Regions from separate parts of the Capsicum annuum genome. Here region 1 is linked to region 2. Evidence: chromatin contacts called from public Hi-C data. All regions are on one chromosome and are shown on one strand. The core of a region is the stretch at or near the end of the contact, and the rest is flanking DNA. Distances in the headings are between cores, read along the strand shown. Region 1 holds the start of LOC107873342 (putative ABC1 protein At2g40090). Region 2 overlaps LOC107873343.

Region 1 (5,992 bases), core at 1,935-4,434, 480 kb after region 2:
GTTGACTGTATCTAACAGTCCTAAAGCTGAATGCTAATAACATAAGTTCTGATAACTAATATAACTGATAACATGAGTGACTATATTTGACAGTCCTGAACCTGATGGAACTAGTTGAGTTCCACACTGTATCTGAGTAACTGAATCTGAGATCAGTCCTATCTATCGGGTGATCTCTACATCTGATGCTATTGATACTAATTGACCATAGTTGAGATCAGTTTTATCTGGTGGGTGATCCTGGGGTCTATTTATAATAATAAGGATTGACTATATCTGACAGTCCTAAATCTATACTACAGAGCTGAATTGACTATATCTAACAGTCCTAATTCTGTAACTGAAACTGTGGGATATAATCATTTAACCGACATGCCCCATACTAAGATAACTGGGGTCCAACCTGTAACCTTAGTTGGAAGAGTGTCAGTACCGCACTACTGATAAAGATAACTAATATGGAGTCAGTCCTAATCTAGCGGGTGAACCCTGGGATCAGTTCTATACATTTAAATACGCTAACAGGTGATCCCTGAGTATGTCAGTCCTATCTAACGGGTGACATCTTGTACTTATGCAGGCTACGTAGTTATGGAACTTAGGGATTGCTTCTAGGGATCTCAGTCCTATCTAGCGGGTGAGTCCCCATCCCTAGGCTCGCTCGGTGCTGAATTCTACTTCTATCTAAAAAACACTGAATTGAGCTAATTAACTGAACTGAACTAATACTAGTGGTATTGTCTAGTGGAGCTAAACTGAATTTACTGAGTTTCGTTGACTGATGGAATGTACTGAGTTCTGAGGATTGATTGAGAATACTGAGCTACTGAAATTACTGAGATTTCCAGAGTCACATGACTGACTGAGTTCTATGGATAATAGCTTGATTGAGGAGATCATGAAAACATGACATGACTCTAGGCACACAACTAAATATTCGAGTACAAGTACCCCCAGGACTCGATGAGAAGAAACTAACATAGCATAGCTTACTTGAACACATAACCAACAACACAATTCATAATTCATATATTGAAACACTTCATCAAACATGTGATATGCATAAGCTTGTACATACATGGAGATTTCATGATATCATACTAGTTGGCCATTGTTCCTTTATCTAGGCATTTAATCATACACATGGTAGGCATAGCACATGTAGACAACATTATACAACAATTAATCATCATGATTCATTTCTAATTTCATCATCCTAAGGTTTATTTATAGGTTCACATAAATATACATCTATATAAATCAATTCCATATAAAATTGATCACCCAATATGGATTTGAATTCAATTGCTCATTCTCAACATAAATAAAACAAACCCAACATGAAATACATAAAGAAATCAATAAAGATAAACTTAGAAAAGAGATTCTCAGGTTTTATGGACGAAAGGAGTCCATGAATGAACACTATGCATACCTTAGTTCGTGATTTCGTGAAGATTGATGGTGAAACCTTTTTGAATTTGAATCCCCAATAGAAACCTTAGATTGTTATTGAGTGAAACTTGAGAGAAACTGATATATTTTGGGTGAAGAATGGCTAAATCATGTGCTATTGGGTTTAAACAGGGGTAGAAAATTGACCCTTTTAACCTTGGACGCGTCTTTAATTTCTGAGAAATTTTTTTCGATTTTCATCCTTGGTGTGACGTGCCAAGTCACTGGAAAGTGACAAATGGGAAATTGCACGGTGGTATGACGTGGAGCTATCGCGTTGTCACCTTGTCTGCGACCTAGAAGTTTGACGCGATGTGCCACTATTGCAGAGCAACACTGGAAATTGACAATTGCCATTTGAGCTATCTCCGCGATGCGCTGAAGCTCAAGTGATACACTGTCTCACTAAAAAGGATCTAACCTTTCACCTGAGTGTCGAATTTGGTATCGATGGAAGGCTTATTGAATTTTTCACATGACAAAAAGTGAAAATCTTGAAAATACCACGTGTAAAAAAGTGGATTCATCTTTCGAAGAAAGCTTCTAATATTCTTGGGAAACTTTTCAAGCTAGGAAAAGTACGGGGTATTACAAAGTATCACCAATATTTTAAATCAAACTTGGATGACATCTTTTGTTTAATTTTCTTAATAACACACACAAGAAGTCAGAAAATAAGGGGTGTGTTTGGTATGATGGAAAATATTTTTCATGGAAAATGTTTTCCTAGAAAATATTTTCATAGAAAATAAGTTGGTGTTTTACTTATTTTCTTATGTTTGGTTGCTGAGTGAAAAATATTTTCCGAAAAATATTTTATGGTGTTTGGTTGGTGAATAGAAAATATATTTTTTTTACCTAAATTTAAACTTTACATGAGCGTGAACCTCTAATTAAAAATCTAATATATTTTCTAAAACATAATATTTAACTACATATTTTTAATCATTCGATTAGTTTGTATGAGATGTAACATCAACAATTATACATTCATCAGACCAAATTTAGAAAACAATGTAATTTTTTATTACATATTAATAAAATAAATTTATAATTATGTATTTTTTATTTTTTTATTTATTAAAAAGTAACTTTTAATACGATTTATGAAAGAAAAAGTCAAAAAGAGTGAGCTAGATGGTACTTGATTTGACAAAACGAAGCAATAACTTTTTAATTTTCTTTTTTGGTAAGAAACGAATAAAAAGTTATAATTTATAAATTGTAATAAAAAATTTTAATTTATAAAACTTAAAAAAGTTATAAAGTTTTAATTTATAATTTTTTTTTTAAAACTCAGTGTATTATCATATCATTTCTTTATGTCAAATCATGTAAACGTAATAAATTATTATTTTTTACAAAATTTTTTGTAAAACTTAATAAATTATTACGTTTTATAAATTTTTTTGTAAAACATAATAAATTATTACTACGTTTTATTAAAACATTTTCAATGTACACATCCACTATCAAACTGCTAAAAAAAGGTATGAAATGTAATAAATTATTATGTTTGACCAATTTTGATAACTTATTAAATAAATGACCTATTTTGATCACTGTATTCATATTTTGGTTCAAAATTCTAATAAATCACATCTCAATATTTTATAGAAAATGACTTTCCTTTGCCCACAAGTGAAATCATTTTCTTTCGGAGGAAGAAAAATAAGTTCTTTTCAAAAATATTTTTCAAAATTATACTACAACCAAACAAAAAAAATATTTTCCAGAAAAAATATACCAAACACAACCAAGATGGAAAAAAGTCGATGTAAGATGATAAAGAAGAGAAAACGTGGCCAGGGAAGTGAGGCGGTTGAGTGGGCATTAAACCGCGGGGCTAATGTTGGAAATAGAATATTATTCTGGTTTGTGGTTAGCATAACATTTTTCGTCGAAGTTCAGGAAATGGCTGGTCGGTCTCTGTGGCGCGCCACAACCAAGCTGTTAGTGGCCACCACCGCCCTTGGTGGTGGAGCAGCGGCAGCCACAATTGCCAGCTCCGACGACCCAGCCATGGCCCTCAAGCTTTGCACGATTGTTCCTCTCCGCCTCTGTCGCGATTCCGTCACGGCTGCCACCATTGCGTTCGGTACTCTGATTCAATCCTGAGAATCTCCTCTTTCTTGTTTTCATTTTCCCTTTTCCCGTCCTTTGAATCTTGTAGCCATGGCTAGAAATATACAACTTTATTTTTATCAATTGATGCTGGATGTGTCTTCTCTTTTCTCTAGATAACCATAGGATGGAGAAACAAATGACAAGTAATAATTGGTACGATCTTTTTGAGCTAATATAAAGGCTATCACACTTTAAAAGCCCCACTGCTTGGCCTACGTGCTCTATCTCATCGATACAAATAGGCTGTGTAGCTTCTGCTTGTTCATAGGTTTTAGGCGTACCTTCCCCAATGTCTTCATCTCTGCCAGTGTCCTTTTCATGATCACCGGCAATTCACACCAAATAGGGATCTTTATACACAACTCACACCTTCTATTTCAACAAATTTAGGGATCTCATCCAGAGAACCCTTTATCTTGATTTGAGCCCTCATCAAATGATTTTTGAGGTTGGTTCCCTCCTCGGTTTCCAGTTAGCTACCACAGTAATCGACAACTTCATTCATAATATTGTGAGACCACAGATAAAGAGGAGGACCAATGTCTCTGATCCAGGACCAGTCTCGTTTCTTCCATGCTGACAAACAACCTCCGGTTGGAGATCACCATTTGAGATACCATGTTGCCTGCCTTCATTTCCACACCCCTAACATATTGTGTTCCGTCATTTTCCCTGTTGGAAACTAAAAAAAAAGATGAGAACCATACATTTCATAAATTTGAATCCCTCTTATATGACTCCATTTATTGCCAATCCACCTCCTGAAACCAGAGCAAGTAGGAATTCCAATTCCATGATTACAAAACCCCACAATCATACACCTACTTAGCAGGTCTCTTTCTAAAACGTTAGATAAATCTTATTTGATGAGGGATGGAGTATATTGGTAACAAAGATAGAGAACTTCATTAATAGGAATCTAATAACACAAAATCTCAAAAAATATGCTACATCGATGGTAGGGGAGAGGAGTTGCAAAGAAACGCTAGACAAGAACATATGGACTCGGAGAGAGAGCTGATGATGAACAAGGTTAGTTCATCTGTGCACATCAAAATTTAGATGGCAAGGACCTTCTAGGTAGATGCTTGGTTGGGAAGTTTTATGGTGTGGAAAACACTCCAACTTGCAATGATGTTAGGAGATGAGCTCAAAATAACCTGGAAAGGTGCTCAAGGAATCCTGGTCTATGACATGAGTGGCATCCAGTTCCTCTTTGAATTCCGATCCAGAGCAGCGACATAGCATATTTTAATAGGGGATTGGAGGAGGTAGAACAGATAGCTAAAACTTAGTGGTGATCACCAACAACGGGAAGCTTCCCAAGCCATACAAGTTTCAGTTTGTTCTAGAGTCTGTACAATTCGGTCACCACTTACCTTTGGTCAAATTCATTTTGAAGAAGACCGGAGAAAAGTGTGGTGGGTGGTTTGAGACAAAAGTGGAATCCAAGATGAAGAATCATTTGAGATGGGCTAGAGTTCGCGTTAAAGGACTACTGGAGAAGATTTTGGCATCGCCAATAGTGACTTGGCATTCACACTCCCAGTATGGTTAGAGGCTTGGTGACTCACCGTAAACTGGAGAAGGGAGACAGTAGTTCAGTGGGAGTGAGAAAAGGGTTTTTTTAGGAGAGGTACAACCTGTCTTGGTAGCATAGGATGGAAAGATATGCGACACAAAAGCACAAAAGAAGGGCTCTGTTAACTTGCTTCAAGGTCAACCTTATGGTGAAAGGGGATCTCATCTAGAGCACGAAACTTTTAAAATTGGGGTACATTAGAATTTAAAAATATATGTTTTGGCTTTCGCCTAAGGGTGCGATACTGGTCCTCTTAATTAAGGCCTAGAATTAGCCAAAGAAGAACTGCCCAAGAGCCTTTTGTTAAAGACAATTTTCAGAGCACCTTAATTTTCTTTGAACACATAGTGGAATTGATGTTTTCATGGAATTAGAGAAGGCGACATTCAACATTTGCGCAACTTCGAATAAGGAAGATGATCATCTCGATGAACCAGTAAAATTGGATCTTTCCGAGGTTCTTTACCTTTGTCCCTAAGAGAGCAGTCGGAAAACATGGGAAAATATAGAAATTCAATTGGTGTCTTGTGAGGACCCTATCTCAATTCAATCCTATCCATTAAATGTAATGTCTCAACAGTGAGGTCGAGGTCAGATCGACAACATGGGTTCAAAACAACATTATCCCACTAAGCAAGTATTTGGGGGTTTTGTTCAATGGCCATGAAAAAGAAGTGGAGATTCTATTTACGAAACTGGATAAAAAAAACTGTAAGTGAAAACTTTGTCACTATCAAATGAGCCAAGCAACACCAACTGCCAAGCAACACCAACTAGCAGGTACCAAAAGAACTCAAATCTTATCATTGACATAAAATATAAGTATCA
Region 2 (6,603 bases), core at 3,782-6,281:
TCACTTTCGGTTATCAAGTGTGGAGATCCCAAGACAGAAGACCAAAATTTTGTAGTTCCTAAAGCAAGGAAGAGTGTTAAAAGTTGCTTTAAGGAATAATGCACGTGATTTATTTTTTATTTTTATCCAACTTCTTAACATAAAACTCCTAGTCAAATTAGGATTTTTATTTTTGGTAAGTTTAATCTATTTTTGGTTGTAATAACACTATTTAAGGAGGAGTTGATGATCAATATTATTTAGCTTCTACCAGAAAAGAAAAATAAACTTCTCAGCGTCTGTTCCCTTCTAACTCATCTCTATTTTTAAAACCAACAATACCACATTGACCTTTTTCTTTTATTTGATTAACTCGTAGAGTCCAGCCCATTTGGGGAAAGTAAGCTGATATATGTTGTGGAGAAAATGTCATGAAGGGTGTGAATGAATGGAAATCTTAGCTTAATTCCTTTTCTTCTTAGTTGAATTTAGTTTAGAACTCTTATTTCTATTGGAATTCAGTCCAGATCACATCAGTGGTGTTAGAGACAGGTTTTCGAACTGTGGCTATCCACCATGCCTGTTGAACTTGCAGAGGTTTTGAACCGATTGGATCGGATGGCTGTGGAGTTTACAGCATTCGCTGATAGGCAAGCTCAGTTAGAGGCTGTGCATGAGAGGTCCTATAGGGAATTGAAGAACTCGATTGCTAGCGGGTGGCATACAGAGAAGGACAAGCTAACTCCGATTTTGGAAGTTGGGGATGATGGCGCCTATTCCCCTACGGAGGGACCATTGATGTTTATGGGTAAATTTAGTCGGAACTTAGGGGGGTCTTCTCTAGCGAACCCACTTGAAAATAAATCCCCAAATCACCAGACACTTCAGGGACCAAAACCCCCATGTAGACCTCCACCCAGCCTGCAAATTCCTTATACCCAGTTCACCCATAACCCACATATTTCAGTAACCAGCTCAAACCAAATTCCCGCCTATATTCCTTTTACGCAACCTTATAATTATACCACATTCCATTGATAGAGGGTCATAAAGCTGTTAACAATAGACCTTACAGGTATTGCCCACAACAGAAAGATGTTATAGAAAAAATGATTCAAGAATTATTAGCTCAAGGACTGATCCAACATAGTTGCAGCCCATTTGCCTCACCTGTGGTCTTGGTAGGTAAAAAAGATGGGACATGGAGGATGTGTGTGGATTATAGAGCTCTAAATCAGATTACAATTAAAGACAAATTTTCCATTCCCATTATTGAGGAGATATTTGGGGAGTTAGGGGATTCCAAGGTATATTCTAAAATTGATCTGAGATCTGGCTATCATCAGATTAGAATGGCACCTGAGGATGTTCACAAAACAACATTTAGGACCCATGCGGGTCATTATGCGTACTTGGTCATGCCTTTTGGGCTTACCAATGCTCCCTCTGGCTTTCAGAGTCTAATGAATCACATCTTTCAAGGTCAGTTGAGGAAGTTTATTATGGTCTTTTTTGATGGTATACTAATATTCAGTAAGAGTTTGGAGGATCACAGGGACCACTTGAAAATCACTTTTTCCTTGTTGAGGCAACACCACTTGTTTGCCAGGATTGCTAAGTGTATTTGCTGCTGCAAAAATTGAGTATCTGGGGCATTTGATTTCAGCTAAAGGAGTAGGAACTGACCCTGCGAAGGTTCAAGCTGTTAAGGACTGGGCCACTCCAATCATCCTTAAGCAACTAAGAGGTTTTCTGGGGTTGACAGGCTACTATAGGAGGTTCATCCCGGGATATGGAAAGATCAGTAGGCCTTTAACAGACTTGTTGAAAAAAGATGGGTTTAAGTGGTCTGAGAAGGCAGATGGAGCAGTACAAGTTTTCACAAGTTTTGAAAGACACCTTAACATCAGCACCTGTGTTGGTCCTTCCTGATCTTGCTTAACCTTTTGTGGTTGAAACTGATGCATGCGACCTTGGGTTGGGTGCTGTTTTGATGCAACATGGGAGACCTATTGCTTATTTGAGAAAGGGGTTAGCTGGTAAGAATTTAGCTCTTTCAGTATATGATAAGGAGCTGTTGGCCCTTGTCATGGCAGTGACTAAGTGGGGACACTATCTCATGAGTAATCATTTCATTGTAAAGACTGATCAGAAGGCACTTAAATTTTTGTTAGAGCGAAAATTACACACAGGATCTCAACTTAAATGGATCACTAAGCTGATGCACTATGATTTTTCCATTGAATACAAAAGGGAAAGAGATAACAAAGCTGTAGATGCCCTATCAAGAGTTCCTGCTGTGGAATTGTGTGCTCTTACCTTCTCTACTGTTAGGAATGATGTGTTACAATCCATTGTGAATAGTTGGACATTAGATCCTCAGTTGGTGGACTTGATTGATAAGTTGCAGGCTAAATCAAAGGTGGTTAAAGGATTCTCCTATATTAACAGTCAGTTAAGAAGGCATGGTAAATTGGTTGTGGGGCCTGATCCTACTCTTAAGAGTGAAATACTCTCAATGTGGCATGATTCACCTACTGGTGGACATTCAGGTATAGATCATACTTATAGAAGGATTGCTTCCTTGTTTCACTGGAAAGGGTTGAAGGCAGATGTATTGGAGTATGTTAAAAAGTGTGCTATTTGCCAAAGAGTAAGAGTGACTATGCAGCTTACCCAGGACTTTTACAACCTCTTCAGGTACCTGCACTAGCCTGGAGTAGTATCAGTATGGACTTTATCGAGGACTTACCCAAGTCTTAAGAGAAAACTGTGATCTGGGTTGTGGTGGATAGATTGACAAGTATGCCCATTTCTTGGCTTTGCCCCATCCTTACTCAGCTGCTGAATTGGCTCAATTGTTTATGGAGCAGATTTTTATACTTTATGGATTACCTGACAGTATAGTCAGTGATAGGGACCCCATTTTTACTAGTAAGATTTGGGAGGAGCTATTTGCTATTCAAGGAGTGACCCTTAATACATCTACTGCCGACCACCCTCAATCGGATGGTCAAACTGAGGTGGTAAACAGGTGTTTGGAAACATTTGCGCTGCTATTGTTCAGACTCATCTGTAGATTGGGTCCAGTATGATGGTATAACACTTCTTTCCATTCATCTACACAAACAACACCCTTTGAAGCCCTTTACGGCTAGCCACCACCTTTACACTTACCTTATATGGCTGGGGATTCTGAGGTTCCCGAGGTTGACAGAAGTATGGTCACAAGAGAATTCAAGCACCAGCTGCTCAAGTTTCATATCACTCGTGCTCAACAAAGAATGACTGCTCAAGCTAATAGGAAGAGGTCTAATCGGCAATTTCAAGAAGGGGATTGGGTGTTTTTGAAGATACAACGCTATAGACAGGTCACCATGTACAGACATCACTTCAATAAAATATTATGGACCCTATATGATCATCAAGAAGATCGGCACTGTTGCATACAAGTCGGCCCTTCCACTTGAGTTGCTGTTGCACCCAACTTTCCATGTTTCTCAACTCAAACCCTGTTATGCCCTACCTGATCAGGTTTCCCATCCTCCTGTGGTCAATCTCTCCAGTCCATATTTCCCCAGTCCTAACCGGATTCTAGAGAGGAGAATGGTTCAAAAGGGGAACAAGGCAATTGTTCAAGTACTTGTTGAATGTGCTGAATTGCCAGAGACTGAGTCAGTCCACCTGGGAAGATCATAATGCTTTCCGCGTTCGTTTTCTCTCCTTTGTTTCTTGAGGACAAGGAAAATTTTGACAGGAGAGTATTGTTGTGTTCTGGAAATCAACGGAAGAAATGTGCATAGAAGAGTGGTACTTTGAGCTTGCGGAGCTGTATGTCTGGTCGTTGGAGAAGCAGCTGAAAGTTAGTTAACAAGTTTACATAATGATAATGAGACCCATCAGGTTTTTAAGTCATAGTTTGGTTAATACCACATTGACCTTTTTCTTTTATTTAATTGACTCTTATAGTCCAGCCCATTTGGGGAAAGTAAGCTGATATATGTAGTGGAGAAAATGTCGTGAAGGGTATGAATGAATGAAAATCTTATCTTAATTCCTTTTCTTCTTAGTTGAATTTAGATTAGAACTCTTATTTCTGTTGGAATTCAGTCCAGATCACATCAGAATCTGAATAACACAAGTTGTCCAACTTCTGATTGATTATGTTTGGAATTCTTTAATAGGATACTAGTCTACTGGAATACATCATCCCCGAGGAAACATCATTGGAGCATCAGCTGTCAGTTTCTGATCCATTGTTCCTCGACTTTGTCAGAAAGTTGCTTGAGATAACTCCTCAAAAGCGCCCCACGGCTAAGGAGGCCCTAGGTCACCCTTGGCTTTCCCGTTGGTACAAGTAGAATCCGAAGTATTACTTGTTTGTGTTTCATGGTATATCACGAGTTTGAAGCTGTTCTCGGGGCACAAAGGTTTCCTGACAGCAGAGGTTCGTTCTTTGTTGCGGATATTGATTCAATGGGTACATAGTTTCCAGATTCTCTGTTGCTTATAAGGATTCGGTTTCCAGATTCTCTGTTGCTTATAAGGATTCGGTTTTCATTTTTTGATGCTTTCTTGTAGATAATATAGGGAAAAACTGCTTTGTTATGCCTTTGGAGGATAACACAGTTTCCTTGTGCTGTTTTGAGTCTTGTGAGATGTGAATATAATCTTGGCGTGTATTGGTGATTTTGGGTAAATAATAAAAAGAATTCACTTGGTTATATTTGTTGATAAAAGCTGCTTCTTGTGAAATTGCAGTTCATGTTTAGGTCCGTGTGACGTGTTTATAGGCAAAATTCCATGTCATATTTAAGAAATGTATTGTGTATTTCAGTTATAGGGTCAAACAAGTTGGCTCCACGGATTGTCAAATCATAGGCGCGTAAAATTACCGGTTGACCGGTTGTTAGCATCTTCAGATGGCGGATCATCTTTGAACTTGGTATTTTTCTTTTTTGACTAATAATATGGACACGATCCTATATCAAATTGATCTCTATACACCATCAAGGAATGTGGCGGGTGGGATGGAACGGATTCCGCCGTCCCCATTAATAGGGGTTTATGATTCGAGTAATGCTAAATCCGCTGCTAAATCCGCCGTCCCCATTAATTGGGGTTTATGATTCGAGTAATGCTAATGAAAAATTGCTAGTAGGGAGTTATTTTTTTTAATGTGTCTCAGGTTACAGTGAATTTGAGTTCGTTGGGCCAATACATTCTCGATGCTAAATGGTTAAACTAAAAAAAGAAAGCAAAAAAGAAAAAAGCATGTTTATCCTCCTAAACTTGTCACGAAAACTCACTTTAGTCATTAAACTTAATCTGTAATTATTTACCCCTTATGAACTTTAAAATGTATTATTTTGCTCCCTTAACGGCTGTCGTGACAATGTTTTTTTTTTTAAAAAATGAAAGTGCGTTTTAGAGAAAAAAAGTATAAAAAAATTAAGTGGGGCCCACTTTAAAATTTTTGATCATTATTTTTTTCTTCTTCTTCCTCATACCCCACCACCCCCATGTCTTTTCCTTCCTCTATTTCTTTTCTTTTTTTTTTTCACTCCTATCCACAAAAAATCTTCAATCAAATACACAATCATATGAAGAATAAAATAAACAAATTGTACAACAAATAAACTTTTCTATGAAGATCAAGAATTAACAAATTAATTTCATTTCAGCACATCAAAATTAAAATAAAAAAAATCAAACTTATTAATTAGCCACGTAATTACTTCTGAACCAAAATTACTACTTATATATCAAAACCCATAAATACCATTAACTCCATTATTTTTCTCCTATATATCAGCTAGCAGCAAGTAGTGTCAACCCACTACTCCCCATACGTTTCTCCTCCTCAAATGGCGATTAATTGGAGAATTTGATAGAATCGATAAAATCAAAGGTGAGGAAACTGAAGAAATCGAAGAAACTGTACATTAAAATGGACAAAAGCTCCAGCGTCAGAGTGGAGATTCACAACAGAAAGACATGTAAACTGATAGCCTAAAGGAAGGCTAAAACACGAAATTGACACTTAAAGGCAAAAATCAGCAAACACACAAAAGGAAAAACAACACACATAAAAGAAAAAAGATGAAGAAGAGATGCATAAAGTAAAGATAGTAGAGAGACCCTCACTTCCACCAATGAATAGCACTAAAAGGTGTATCAAACCTTCAAACACACATCATCAATGTAAGCTCAAACAACTCTCTTAGGTGACCCAAAGGACTGACATTTCCTCAAGCACATCTTTCTTGCCAAATGTTCAACACAAGTGAAGATCCATTCAATTGCATTAAAACACTTAAGTTTTGGATTCTACACTAAGCTATCACTAAACTAAGGCTAAGAACTAAACTCTAAATAGTATCCTTTCAATATTCATCCAAACTAATGAAAAGAGAAGTAAAATGGTCTATTTATACTATTACATTCAATGGACAAAAATGCCCTTAATGAGAGAGGGAATTGGGGCGCCTCTTGAGTGTTACTTTGGAGTGCAAAATGTCTTCAATGCCCTTCACTTGAGGCGTCTCTTGAGTGTATAAGTTCCCCTTTTTCTTTCTCTTGACCAAGGCTTCAAAATATTTCAAAAAGTGTTCAATTGATTGC

Evidence for each region. A called contact is a pair of places that touch in the nucleus more often than the background predicts.
Region 1: a contact with region 2 is called in a Hi-C map of leaf, with 2.8 times the contacts expected there. The contact joins the promoter of LOC107873342 here to the enhancer-like site in region 2. A contact is called at or near these places in 2 of 5 Hi-C or Micro-C datasets (both in leaf).

The regions. Positions count from the first base shown.
Region 1 is chr6:91,638,408-91,644,399 of UCD10Xv1.1, forward strand. LOC107873342 (putative ABC1 protein At2g40090) reads left to right here and starts at 3,185. Exons shown (of 10, transcript XM_047414815.1): 1 at 3,185-3,553. The coding sequence starts at 3,217.
Region 2 is chr6:91,161,005-91,167,607 of UCD10Xv1.1, forward strand. It overlaps LOC107873343, which reads left to right. Exons shown (of 8, transcript XM_016720153.2): 8 at 4,164-4,718. The coding sequence ends at 4,340. Among protein-coding and RNA genes, the nearest start is that of LOC107873343, 13 kb to the left of the region's middle. Within about 2 kb of position 5,032, at least 5 of the 5 cell types and tissues checked have an H3K27ac peak or open chromatin away from gene starts, as enhancers often do. A contact at or near this core is called in leaf, where this site is marked.